2 separate regions of the Mus musculus genome follow, and region 2 is linked to region 1. Evidence: chromatin contacts called from public Hi-C data. All regions are on one chromosome and are shown on one strand. The core of a region is the stretch at or near the end of the contact, and the rest is flanking DNA. Distances in the headings are between cores, read along the strand shown.

The links. A called contact is a pair of places that touch in the nucleus more often than the background predicts.
Region 2: a contact with region 1 is called in a Hi-C map of the G1E-ER4 cell line, with 3 times the contacts expected there. The contact joins two enhancer-like sites. A contact is called at or near these places in 26 of 484 Hi-C or Micro-C datasets (the AML12 cell line, the G1E-ER4 cell line, the N1E-115 cell line and 10 more), 4 of 115 datasets of contacts at active chromatin or transcription factors (all in embryonic stem cells) and 1 of 9 other capture datasets (embryonic stem cells).

What each region holds. Positions count from the first base shown.
Region 1 is chr6:47,187,371-47,194,122 of GRCm38.p6, reverse strand. It overlaps Cntnap2 (contactin associated protein-like 2), which reads right to left. Exons shown (of 24, transcript NM_001004357.2): 21 at 1,044-1,137. It overlaps Gm35280 (a long non-coding RNA gene), which reads left to right. Exons shown (of 8, transcript XR_001785456.2): 8 at 1,479-2,739. Among named protein-coding and RNA genes, the nearest start is that of Gm35565, 37 kb to the left of the region's middle. Within about 2 kb of position 3,607, at least 14 of the 459 cell types and tissues checked have an H3K27ac peak or open chromatin away from gene starts, as enhancers often do. A contact at or near this core is called in the G1E-ER4 cell line, where this site is marked.
Region 2 is chr6:47,268,604-47,275,355 of GRCm38.p6, reverse strand. It overlaps Cntnap2 (contactin associated protein-like 2), which reads right to left. Exons shown (of 24, transcript NM_001004357.2): 22 at 3,977-4,216. Among named protein-coding and RNA genes, the nearest start is that of Gm35280, 15 kb to the right of the region's middle. Within about 2 kb of position 3,410, at least 12 of the 459 cell types and tissues checked have an H3K27ac peak or open chromatin away from gene starts, as enhancers often do. A contact at or near this core is called in the G1E-ER4 cell line, where this site is marked.

The sequences.
Region 1 (6,752 bases), core at 2,358-4,857:
CAAATATTTTAAATGCCAATTGACTGATGAGAACTTTGTGACTTGAAACAGTTGGACTGCTGTAGACCCAGAACCGAGTTATCTGGGCTATTATCTCTAGTCCTCTTAATAATTATTCATTGTTCACCTAACATATTTTCACTTAGGTGGAAGGTTGGAATACATTAGCAGACAGTACTGTCTTCCAACAACCCCAAATCTCGGAATATCATCAGATAAAACCAATAGCAGACATCCCCTGCCTTGATGTTACCATCGATGTTACCATCGATGCTTGATGTCTCACCAGTGTGTTTTGATTTATGGCATGTCCTGTGGTTATGAAGGTTTATTTAATGATATCTACATTGGAACATGTTATTTGGGGCAATCTGAACCATGGTCTCTGACTATGGTCACTCCTATGGCTCTCAAGACAAGTGATCTCTTATCCCTTTAAGATGTGAGCTGTGCTTCCTGCTGACACTGACGTCTACTCAGGACATGTTGGCTTCATGTGAAACACTAAAAATATTCATGGGCACCCGCCTTTTATTCTGGGTGACTATTTCTTACATGAGAGGGAAAGACAAGGGTAGTTATAAATTCAGCCCTCTACCTGATGACCTTCTAATCTGCAAATGACATTGGATGAGTTTCTTGGGAGTGACTCACAGGCATAGGCATAGGCAGAGGCCTTTCATAAACCAAAGAACAAATTTTACATTTTACATTTCACTGGCTTTTCTTTATACTATATACCATGTAATGCTAGTTCCATTTCAGGCACTGCCTGAGATACCCTCTGTCCTAGTCAAAATTCCCATCAAAGCTGTGATTAGCAGCCTCAATGTATCGCATGAGCAATACCCCAAAGAGGATCTTATAATACTCCTGTGAGACACCGTCAACAACCACATAGGTTTCCTTGTACAAAGATGCTCAGGGTTGACCTTACTGAGAGAGAGCTATAGTTTAAGAATGCAAATTCACACTACCTGGTGTGACTTGTGTCAGGGGCATTCATAGCTCTTGCACTCACACCTGAAGAACCAAAGGCTTACCTATAACTTTTCCAAGGAAGAGCGACTTGGGAGAATTGAAGAGCGTATCAGAGGAGCTGGGTAGATGGTAACCCACAGCAGGATAATGGTCGAGCTGTAGGAAGAGCACGAGACACAGTATTAGCATGTCACCATCCCAGGAGTGATGAGGTCCCTCTTTGAACCCTGGTTTCTGGAAACTACATCAACAGCACAGGATTTAAAGTCCACCCTGAGGAAAAGGAAGGCCGTCTCTGCCTTTGAAAACAGTTTGATGAGTGCAGACCCTTCCCGAGCTGAGTGATTTGCTGGCTGGATTAGGGTCCACACTCATTTCCATAGAGTAAAACCTGCCTGATTGGATCTCCAGTGCTGTCCTCTGAGCTAGACAGTGCTGTCTATGTAATTATGGTTTTAAAGGGATTCTCTCACTGAACGGATGCTGTCTGCTTACAGAGGAATGCTGACCCTCGGATGCTCTCCACCCCCACCGCATGCTGCAGCTCAATATGGCCGACTTGCGTTTCACAAGGAAATGAATTTTTCTGCTATAATTAGCATCTCTAGAGGCTGAGAGTCGGAGTGGGGATCGCAGTGGTTAATGGCACATGTCCTCTGGCAGAATTTGTTCTTCCCAAGTGGAAGAGAGGAAAGTCCTCAAAAGTGACTTGGAACAATGCATGTTTCTGGCCACATTTCCCAGGTACACGTGCAAACAGTGGTGTCACAGCTTCATAGACCATGATGAATCCCTGTGTGCCCACATGACATCTTCTTCTGTCCTATCTTTTAAAGACAATTATGGTCTCCTTGTGCTTCCTCAGCTGTAAGCTCTTAGAACTTTCTAGGGTTCTGTGACTCTCTCTCTCTCTCTCTCTCTCTCTCTCTAACTCTTCTCTGATACATTACATCCTGCTTCCCTTCAGAAAACAGCAGGCCTTTCAGAGATATCAATGGAACACGGCACAACAAGTTACGATAAGGTTAGACACAAACCCTCTTATCAAGGCTGGACAGGCAACCCAGTAGGAGGGATGGAGAGAAAATACGGAAAGAGATTCTGGAATTGTGTGTGCGTGCGTGCGTGCGTGCGTGCGTGCGTGTGAATGTGTAAAATAAGTGCAGAGAAACTCCCTGGAATCTACCAAGTATGACCCCAGAGACGACTCCTAGTAATGAGGGATACTGAGCCTGACACACTCTTTTTTTGGAAGAACCTTCCATTCCAGCTCAGGGTCGTGGGACAGGGGGGTCATATGTCAGGTTCAGCCTCCCCGAGCGCATGGGAACCTCGGACTTGTCTGAAGAGTGCACTGCACTGGAAACTGGTACGCTCCATTCACAATTGGGCACCACGGACATTCCTTATTACTGTTTGTCTGGAACCTTCCCTGTAACTTAGATTATGGAACAGTCAGGGATAAGTGTTAAAGAGTCTACATATTTCCGGAAATTTTGAGAATCTGACCTTTAGGGAAATGGCACTGTTAATTTTTTTTGTACATTGAAAAAGTGTACTAAAATATATCACTAACAAACACTCTATTCAGAGAAACTTTTGCCCGTTTTAAGCTAGAAATGCCTTGGGATCGAGCTACTTAATTTCTGCAGCTAAGTTTCAGCGGGCAGTTTTGGCGCCCTCTGATGGCATACATGGGTAACTGCAACACTTCCTTGTTAAACCCATTAACTGCTTCATTTTTTTAAAGCCAGGATTAAAAAAAAAATTAAAAATTCTCTTAATTTAATATACACAGAGTGGATTTCACTCAATTTTTCTTATAACATATTTTTCTAATGCTTTAAAAATGGATAAAACAATACATATCCATCACAGGAAAATAATAATGTAAACATTCTATAAAAATAGCATATGGTGATAATGATAATTATATTTTTTCATTTATTCAGAAATGAGTAGAAACCAACTAATAGTATTTTATTTTATGTGTATGGGTGTTTTGCCTGCATGCATGTCTGTGTGCCATGTGCATTTAGTGCCCACAGAGGTGGGAAGAGGGCATCAGATACACTAGGGATGAAGTCAGAGGATTGTGAGCTGTCATGTGGGTCCTGGGAATTGAACCTGGGTCCTCTGAAAAACCAGCCAGTGCTCTTGGTCACTGAGCCATCTCTCCAGTCCTGCCCTGCCTTCCTTTAACTTCACAGTGTATTGTAAAACTTTTTCTCTGTCTATAATAAATTTATAATTGAATCACTTGTCAGTTTCTGGATAATTATCATTCAGTTTTTGGATATATAACACAACATACCAATGTTTATATGCATGCTCTATAGAGCAAGTAAGTCCAGCCTTTAAAAATATCAAATTTTAGTGTTTAGGGTCTGGGGAGATGGTTCAATAAGACATTTACCACACAAGCATGAGGGTTTTCAGTGGCATGTAAAAGCCAGGCGTTTAATGCCTGTCTGTAACCCTAGCACCAGTGACAGAGATAGGAAGATCCGATCCCTGAAGGTCTCTGACCAGCCAGTCTAGTCAACCAGGCAGCTCCAGGTTCAGGAAGAGACCTAGTGTGGACGGGCCTGCTGCTGGTCTTGTGAGCCAATCACCTAACGAATAAAGCCAATCACTGGGCGAGTAGGTGGGACTTCTGGGTTGGAGAGAGGCAGAGAGGAAGCAGGAGCGAGTTAGGGCCCTTTTGGAACCGGACAGCGGAGGGGTAAGATGTAGCTGCTAGAGTTTCCCTGTGTCATGGCAGAATCAGTTTTTAATAAGGCTTACAAGATTAGGTTTTAGTGGTTGCACCCAGAGATTGAGTTACCATAGTTTCTGAGCTAAGTTTGTGTTGTGTTTTCCTTTAGGCAGCGGCTCAGCTGGATTCAAGAGAGAGAGGTACAGCGGCAAAGCATGGGTTTGCCAGATGTGCACCACAAAGGCTGTGGAGGGGTTTGAAGCATGAGGTTGGCATGATAGCGACCTGACAGTGGGAACCTAGCAAGCTGAATGGAGACGTTTCAGGAGCTCCAGGCCAGAGAGACTCCACGAGATGAAATAGGTCGGCCTTTTACCGCCAGTGCATGGCCAGCCAGGCACAACCGCGGGAGCGAGCCGGCTCTATTTTTTAGATACTTCCTTCAATAGAGACCCTGCCTTAAAAAAAAAAAAAAAAAGGATGGCGAGTGATGGAGGAACCTATGTCAATTTTTGGTGTTTGGCCTCCACACAGAGAAAGAGAACAAAATATGTGCACAAAGGGTCTATACCATTCCCAGAACCTGATAGGTGCTCAGAACAATCATGTTGACGTTTGGCAGTGATCCTCTCAAAGTCATGGTCGTGGAAGTGAAGTTAGTACTAAGATACCTTCTGAATGCACACCATGGAACCCCCTCTTCTTCTCAGCTGTTTCTAAGGGTTCAGCCTAGATGGACTTGGCTTTCATGAGAGTCATTTTATAGTACTTGTACTGAGCTCAAGGCTAAACAAAACCCTGCATTTATCATCAATATCTATGAAGCCAGTAGCTTGGATAAAGGTGCTAAGATTCACATTTTTTTAAAAATGAAATTTTATTCCCTCTGCTTTGAAACAATAATGGTTTCCTCAAAAGTTGATTTAATCAACTAATGGTGACCTAGCTAGGCAGTGGTTCTCAGCCTCTGGGTCATGACCTCTTTGGAGTGGCTTATCAGATATTCTGTATACCAGATATGTACCTTATGATTCATAACAGTAGTAGGATTACAGTTAGGAAGTAGCAACAAGAAAACTTAGTGGTCAGGGGTCACCACAAGATAAGGAGCTGCATTAAAGTGTTGCAAAATTAGGAAGGTTGAGAACTACATAACTAAAGTATACTACAACTATATCTAGTTTTAATTCATTAATAAAGCAATAATTAAAAAAAAATAGCCAGGCATGGTGGCTTATACCTGGAGTCCTAGAATCTGAAGCAGAGGATTGCTGTGAGTTTGAGATCAGCTTAGGATACATGGTGAGTTCAAGACCAGCCTGGATTACAGTGTGAGCGTCTTAAAAGAAAAGCAAACAGCAATAGCTACAACAAAAGGGACAGCCATCCCAGGGCAATACCAGATCATTCCAGTCCACATTATCTACTCTGTTAGGGAGTGGTTTACAGCAGGCAAAATGTGGCAAATGTGACATTTCACAGTCATGGAGGAAGGTAGGAGGGAATTCTTCAATGAAGACCAGCGGAAGGCATGCTGGGAGAGAAGAGAACTCTTCCCACTTCTCCCCACCAGGGGTGAGAATCCCTCTACTTCATACTCCTGCTTTCTCCCCTCACTGCCCTCTCACCCTCCTCCCTGCTCCATGACTGGGAAGGAAGCTGGCGGTAGAAGGGCTGGCACAGAGCTGGTGAAGAGGTGTTGCTGTGGCAGCTCAGAAGGGAAGTGGCGGCTCTTACGTGCATCTTCACAGTACCTCTTGCTGATGGTTTGCCGCAAGACGGTGGTGTCCCTATCCAAGCATGAAGAACTTCTCAGTGGGACAGTGTCACACCAGGTTTCCTCATGGCTATGGATGGATGGCAGAGACCGTGCTAGACATTAAAGAAAGCACCAGGAATAATGTGGTTCGGAAGGGTTGAGGAATGAGGCAGCTTTTGGAAGCTGAACAAGAAACGGGAACTAGCTTTCGTATCAGACACAAGAAGAGGCTACTGTGTCATTCAGAAGATAGAGTAGATGTAGGGATGCAGGGGAGCATCCTTCCAGAAGGTGGCGCCTTTGAGCCCTTTGCTTTAGCCAGTCACACAGATGCCAGACTCTGTACAGACTACAAGACTGTGGCTTTAAATCTATAAATCTGCATTGTACAATGTAGTAAGAAATTGAATTCAAGTTCGTAAAAGACCCCGTGCAACTCCAAATCTGAGCAAGTGTTCCCTTCCCCAAGCAATCTTGTCTAGTAGCTACTCTGCCCCGGGACAACTTACTTTCTAGGTCCAGGTGGCAATCCTAAGGAAGAAAGTTTTATCCCTAGCGTTCAGCATTTGGAAACTCTCCACATCGGTTCTCCCTGGGATATGCGTTCTCAGCTTCGGGGTGTCTAAATCTTATACTCTCCCTTTACCAGAGTTCCTTCCCATGTTCACACCCTGTGTTTAGCTGGCCTTGTGGATTCTGTCTTTCATTTGAACTCAGACTGCTGTGCCTTTATTTGGCAAAGTGTGATAAACCTAGTCTGGTAGAGAGCCTGGTTCTAGAGGGCTTTACTGGGTGTTGTGGTACCAGCAGAGAAAAACAAGAGCAGGTGTTAAGCAACTGTGGTACCCAAGGCTTTGTGCTAAGCTCTTCTTGTACGGTTTTATTTAACAGATGTGGAATAGTGAGATTTTCCCTCCCCTGGTATTACTTTGAAAAGTCTAGTATTGCCAAAGGGGGTGGGATTGGCCTTCTTAGCCAGTTATGTCTGACTATAGAGGCAGCCCGGGCAGCTGCGGGCACTGTCTTAAGATTTCCAGTGCTGTGATAAAACCCCAATGCCATAGCAACTTGGGGAGGAAGGGGCTTATTTCAACTTAGCTGTCCAGAACATAGTCCATCTCCAGGACAGGAGCTCAAGCAAGGCTGGAACCTGGAAGTGGGAGCTGATATAGAGGCCATGGAGGAGTGCTGCTTACTGGAGAGCTGCTTATGCCTTGTTCATCCTGCTTTCCTACAGCATCAAGACCATCAGCCCAGGGATGGCACTGCCCACAGGAAGCTGGCTCCTCCCACACCAGTCAAGAAAATGTCCCA
Region 2 (6,752 bases), core at 2,161-4,660, 81 kb before region 1:
AAGCCTATCAAGCGTCAAAGCCCCTCCATGGAACAAATTAGTCACAGATGTCTTAGGCCAGGGCTGGCCAGTGTTCCCCTTTATTCTCTCTCTGTCCCAAAGCCAGTTCTACACTCACATTATTCACAGAAGGAAACATTATTTCTGTGTACATGCTATTGTTCTCTTTCTGAATAGCTCACAGCAAGAATTCTCCTCTATTCAAGCATGTGGAATTATCTAAACCCTTGACTCAAAATGATGAATGATGAATGTAGGCTTCGGGAGGCAGTTGCTGGTGTGAGGATCCACTTGGAATCCCAGAGATAGTAGCAAAATTTATAAATCAAATTAACCCCTGCCCTCCCCCGCTGTGTGTGTGTTTTCAGAGGTCCACATAAGACATCTTCCTTAGTTACTCTCCATCTTAATTTCTGAGTCTGGGTATCTCACTGAGCCTGGAGCTCCCTGGTTCTGCTAAGGTAGGCCAGTGAGCCTCAGAGAGCATCCTAATTTCACCTCTTCACATCTGAGATTATAGACGCATGCCACCATGTCTGTCTGGTTTTTGTTTTTGTTTTTGTTGTTGTTGTTGTTTTGTTTTTGTGGATGTTGAGGATGTTAAGTGCTTGCACAGCAAACTTTTTTTTTTTTTTGTTTTTTTGAGACAGGGTCTCTCTGTATAGCTCTGGCTGTCCTGGAGCTCACTTTGTAGACCAGGCTGGCCTCGAACTCAGAAATCCGCCTGCCTCTGCCTCCCAAGTGCTGGGATTAAAGGCGTGCGCCACCACGCCCGGCTCACAGCAAACATTTTATTGAATGAGCCATCATTCAAGCTTCACAAATTATTTTTAAATGGAAGACATTTAGAGTACAGTAGATTCAGAAAAATCTAATTAGGACTTTTCTTTCTGAGAAAAGATAGAGAATTCTGGAAGACAAGGCAGCTATACTTACTTCCCTCTTTGGGATATCTTTCTTTTCCTAGGAAGATGGTTAGTAACCTATCAGAACTCTCTCCCCAGTTTCTTTTTCCAAGAGAGTATTATGGTCATGAGAGAGAGAGAGAGAGAGAGAGAGAGAGAGAGAGAGAGAGAGACCCCCTCATGCCTTCATGACAAACATTACTATAAACAGTTTTCTTATGTCTATTCTAGAAATCCTATCACATAGGCCATTGTACCTTGTTATTTTATCTCCCTTTGTACCTGGTCTAGAAGCTTTTGGTTTTGACCATCTGTAAAGTTAAATCTTTTGAAAGCTCCTATATACAAACAAACTTTTTTTTCCTTTTTCTTGTTACTCTATCTTTTGTCATCTTAACTCTCAGGCCCCTGAGCATTGACTTTAAGGGCAGAGGGGATGCTTTTCCTCTTGATATTGTCTCAGTGGAGGCTGCTATGGAGGAACCTTCCAGCCTGACTTCTCTGTGTCCCTTGTTCCCTTTCACCCTGTGCCCTCTCAAGCTCTCACTCACCTAAAAGAATCAAGATGGAGTCATGTTACCTAAATACGCCTTGTGAAGGTTGTATTCTACTTTTCCTTTTCATAGTTCACAGGACTGACAGTTAAACATCAAAGGGTATTTCCCCAATTACAGAAATGTTTCATGATTGGCTCTAAATCCCAAATGGCTGGCTCGATTGCTTCCCTCCCCTCCCCTCCCCTCCCCTCCCCTCCCCTCCCCTCCCCTCCCCTCCCCTCCCCTCCCCTCCCCTCTTCCTTGCTTCTTTCCTTCTGACAGGGTCCTGCTATATAACCCAGGCTGACCCTGAACTTGGACTCCTCTTGCCTAAGTGCTACAATTACAGGTTTGTGTCTACTTGGAATGCAGAATTTTAATTTGCGTGTTGAATACTAACAGAAATGTTTTCTAAACTGTATTCATTTGCATGAATCAACCAGAAGAAGGAAGCTGTCATGAATAAAGCTTTTTTTTTTTTTTAAATCCATGAACTAAAATGGTTTGGTTTTTGCAAGCACATTTCACAGACCTTAAAAGCAAACAATTGGCTAATTAAGCCATAATGAATAGAGCTTATTTTGGCTCAAGGAAGTGTTTAGATATTTTTGAGTCCAGTTTCTTGGCAGCAGACTGAGAGCACACATGCTCACAGTCTCCTGTGGCCTCTTCTTACACTATATACCTTCGGCATTCCCCAGAACCTGAATATTTAAAGGCAGCTCACCAGTTGTTCACCCTCATGTATGCAGGAATTCATCTAAGGACTCTCTCCCCCTCTGTGGCCTTGATACGTGTCATTCTCCTCTCACACGTTCCCTCTTCCTTTTCATTGTTTGGCAGCAGGGATGCTTTCTTTGTTCAAGCCAGTCCAAGAGGAAAGCCCAGCCTGCTGGGTGCCCTTCACGACACTCATGAAAGGGAATTGCTGTGAGTGCCTTTTAGCACATGGTGCTCTCGGCATGTTACAGGAATCCATAAGTGAGGAACAAAGATGGTTGCGTAGTCTGTCAATCGGCTATTCTGATGATAGAACAACTCTGGACTCTTCCTAAACCCCACAAATCTTCCAAGGACAGTCCTAGTAAGACTCACCATGGTGATGATGGCCCTGAAGCCAAATACTGGCCCAGGACTACAACATGATTAAAGCAATCAAGGATGTACTGCCTTATGGTGAGCTGTTACAAACTGGAGTCTGTGTGTGTGTGTGTGGGGGGGTGGTGGTGGTAGAGAATTCAGAAGCTTTCTGTGGCTATCTCAAGCTATAGCAAACTGTCTAACACAGTAACCATGGTTATTAATAGTATTACAGCTAAATAGCTATACACTTGAAAGGAATCTGATTGTGCCAAGTTATGATTTTTTAAATATATTTTAAAAAAATTTTATGTGTATGAGCGTTTGTTGTAGGTACATATGTGTACCACATGCATGCCTTGTCTCAGAGGCCAGAAGAGGGTTTCAGATCCTCTGGAACTGGATGGTTAGGAGGCACCACTGGGTGCTGGGAACTGACTACCACTTCTCTGTAAGAGCAGCAAGTGCTGTAAACCACTGAGCGTTCTCCAGCTCCCATGCTACGTTTTTTAAGTGCATCATCTCATGTGGGATTCTGTGAATTAGGTCTTAGTGTCCCTCTTTTAGTAACTGAGGAGTGAGGATATGGTAGCTGCCTGAGCTTAATCTGCTGGTAAGAAGCAATGAAGGTGTTGGAATTGGGGCTTCACTTCCATGCTATCGTGACTTGTGAACTCTTACTGCCTTAAGGGTCACTGACATCCCCAGTTGGTTGGAGTTGCTTGGAAACCCACTGAGTCCTGGATTTGCAGGTCACTGAGAAAGTCACATAACATGTCTTCACCTCACAGGTGGAAAGGTAGTAATAGTTGAGGTAGATTATCTGAGCTGCCCACAGTCAGCCCAGTTAGAGCTGAGAGCAGAATTGAAGTTTAACAGGCTTCCATTAGACATTGAGGTTTGTGGTTAATTCATTTAGCTACCATGACTACTTTCATTTGAGCTCAGTGCTTTCAGATCGTATGTCTTATCACCTCCAGAAATGTGGCCATATCCACAGGACTGTCTGTTTAGATGAGATTGGAGCCATTCCAGATGGTATGTCCATAGGCTAGGCTTTTTGAGCTTAAATGTAGGTTTTTCAGACTTAGAAATCTGTGGTCCTGATGGGAGGTGACTCTACTATTTTGGAGGGAAAGTAGGCAGAAATAAGGAAGCGGTTTGGCCAAGTCATCTATAGCACACTGCAGACGGAAGTGTCTTTTAACTTAAATGAAGAGTCCTCATCCCTGAACCTTTAACCCCTGACTTCTTTGTTTTTGGTTTTGAGTAGAAATAACTTTTCTGCCCTTCATAGGTGCCAAGCGTTACGCTGAGAACTCACTGTCCATCGCTTCCTTCTTGCAGTCTCACACTCTTCTACCAACAGTGGAACAACAGCAAGCTTCTGTAGTCAACCCATTCTATAGCGGAGGAAAGTGATATTAAAAGGAAGGAGATAGCTCCAGAATTTACCTGAATCCAAGTGATCTAGGTGCCAAGGGTCAGTGGCTGAAGACATGGGGGAAAGCGTCAGTGGGGAGGCCCCGCAGTTAGATTCCACCAGCTCACCCTGAATGTGCACGTGGGCTGAGGCGTTTGTCTGTCTCAAGGCTGCCTTGAGAGGGGCGATGTGGTTGAACTGGACTCTGGACAGGCAGCCTGTGAAGCCTGGGGTGTTGTATTTGTGAATTTCTTGGTCGATTTTTCCCGTTTCTAGAAAGAAAGGAAAGAGAAAATAAGAATCCAAGCCCATTCTCTGTGTTCTGTTGGAAGACAGACCCATCCGGGAGCGCTTGTGTCCTAAGCTCTTTGTTAGGGTTCAGTGTTGGTTGTCGAGCTTTTGGAGATGAAATATTACCCTGTGCCTCAAGGCTGCAGATTTTAATGGAACATCGTTTGCTAAAGAACATGGGAGGGTGAATATAAGACTGCATTGGAGAAAACAAAACAACAGCAACAGAACCCACTCACAATTCTCTTGCAGCCACAAGAGTTACCATGGAAGATAACAGCACACGCCGGATCTGAGTTGTTTTTCTTCTTGTTTTTCCTGATCTCTGACTATTTAAGACATATTACATAAAGAACCCTGCTTACCAAACTCCTATTCTCGTCTATACTTATTTTCTCCTTAAGGAGTCTTTATTTTAAAAGAAAAGAAATGGAAGAAGAGAGATCTCCATAGCTGAGAGTTTTGCATTTCCTTTTTTTGATGAGCAATATGCTTGGAATCCCAAGGTTTATTGAATCTCTGTTAGTATCTGAAGGTTTGAAAGCCAGGATATCAGTTTAGTCATAATATTCAGGGACATTTATGAATCATCACCTTACCCCAGTTTGTATGGTCAGCATCTTCCCATAACCTTTCAGCTCAGGGGTGAGCCTGGTTTTCGACAATTCTAATGCACCCATTTGTGGAAACTGGGCACTGTTTTATCAGTCAAGACACAGAGTGTCTTTCTGGCTTTCTCTGATTTTTAGAACCCAATAGAACTAATGCTGATGGAATCCCTAAATGCTTAGGACTTTCTGACCCCACATCTTAAACAGGAGATTTTTGATCCGATAAACAAAACACTGTATTTGGTGACAGCATCAAAGTGCTTGGTGAACCAGAGAAGCCAGTTCAGCTGGGGACTGCAGCAGCAGGAGCAGCTGGGGTTGAAAGGAAAAGAACTCCAGGCTGTGTTGTGTTCAGGGAAACTTGGGAATCTGCTGGGGTGAGAGCTCCAGGCTAGATTGGGTGGGGCCTTGAAGCCCACGTTTGAATATTTCAGAGGGTTTTTGTGGGGAATGCATTAAAAAGATAACCCCAGAGGCAGTATAACAACTGCTCTGGACAGGTACAGGCATGACCACCTTTATCCCCAGTCCCCTGAAAGCCTGCTGGCTGCAGATTCTTCTTTTTGCCATACAGCTGATGTCAGGTCATGCTGTGGAGTGTCCTCCCTGTTGGCTCTCTGTTTTCCCTTAAGCCATGCCAGAGCTGATATTACCTACAGAGAACTGGATTTGTTTCTTCTGTAGAGATCTGAGTAGGGAATGGGGAACTTTTTGCTTTTAAATTTTAGTTCAGGCTGGTCTGAAACTTACAGGTCTAAAACTAAGTTACCAGACTTTGCTGCTTCTGCCTCACAAATAGTGAGGTTAAAGTAGTGAGCCATCACACCTGACTTAGTGGATGGGGAACTCCTGAGTTTCAATTCCCTTTCGCATGATCATTGACATAGTTTTTTAAACATAGGGAGGTGGGCTTCCCTACCACACAGCCCAATGGGAACGGTTTTAAACCTCCCTATCAGAGGCTCTTCCTTCATTTAACAATGTCAGAAGCTTACTTCTGGGCTCCTCCACCCGCTAAGGTGTGGTGTCCCTGCCCTGGGGCTGTGTCTTTAAGAAAGTTAAATGGAACACTGGAGGATGTGTCAGCTAGATGGGCAGAAGATCTGAGGCCAAGCAGGCCATGGGAGATGCTCTCCTTGCAGTTTTTCCTTTCTCTGGGACTCCCATTCATTTCTTCAACTGTTTTCTTTTCTTGGAAATTAGAGAAATTTCCAAAGTTTAATTGCTGTCTTCCCTGAAAGGTGATAAAAAGATTTTAAAATTCAGAAGTTTTAAGTCTGGTTGACACTGCTCTTTTCTCAAGACTCCTCTTAGCAAGGAATAGTTCTCTGAGTCGATACTCTTGGCCCTTTAGGAGCCGATAGCTCCACCCTTAATAACTCTGCTTTGCTTTGTTTGATAACTTCTTTGACCACATCTTTATTCCTCACTGACATGCGATGAACAACTGGAGAGACACCATCTCGGATTGGCATTGGTGATTACTGATGGTCCAAACAACCTAGTCCCTAGGTCAAGCCTGTCTGGACCAAGAGATGCCTCCTTCGTTCTTAAACAAAGTAGAGCTGTAGTACTATTATGTTCCAAGGTTAGACCATGGATGGGGTTCTATGCTGAGCTATTCTAACACAATTTCTTACCAAATCTTCTTGGAGCTCTGCTAGTATGTATCTAGAATGTACTCTAAAGGCCTGAGTATTAAAAAGCTTTGTCCCTAGCCTGTAGCACTATTGTGAGGAGAAGGGATCTTTGGGAGAAAGTTAGGTCATTGGAGGGGCATGGGGAGTGCCCTTGAAGAGATATTGGGTGCTGTCATTCGCCTCACCTTCCTTCTTGGTCACCACAGATGAAAAGACTTCCTCTATCATGTGACTCATCATAATTTGCTGTGCTACTTCAGATCCAA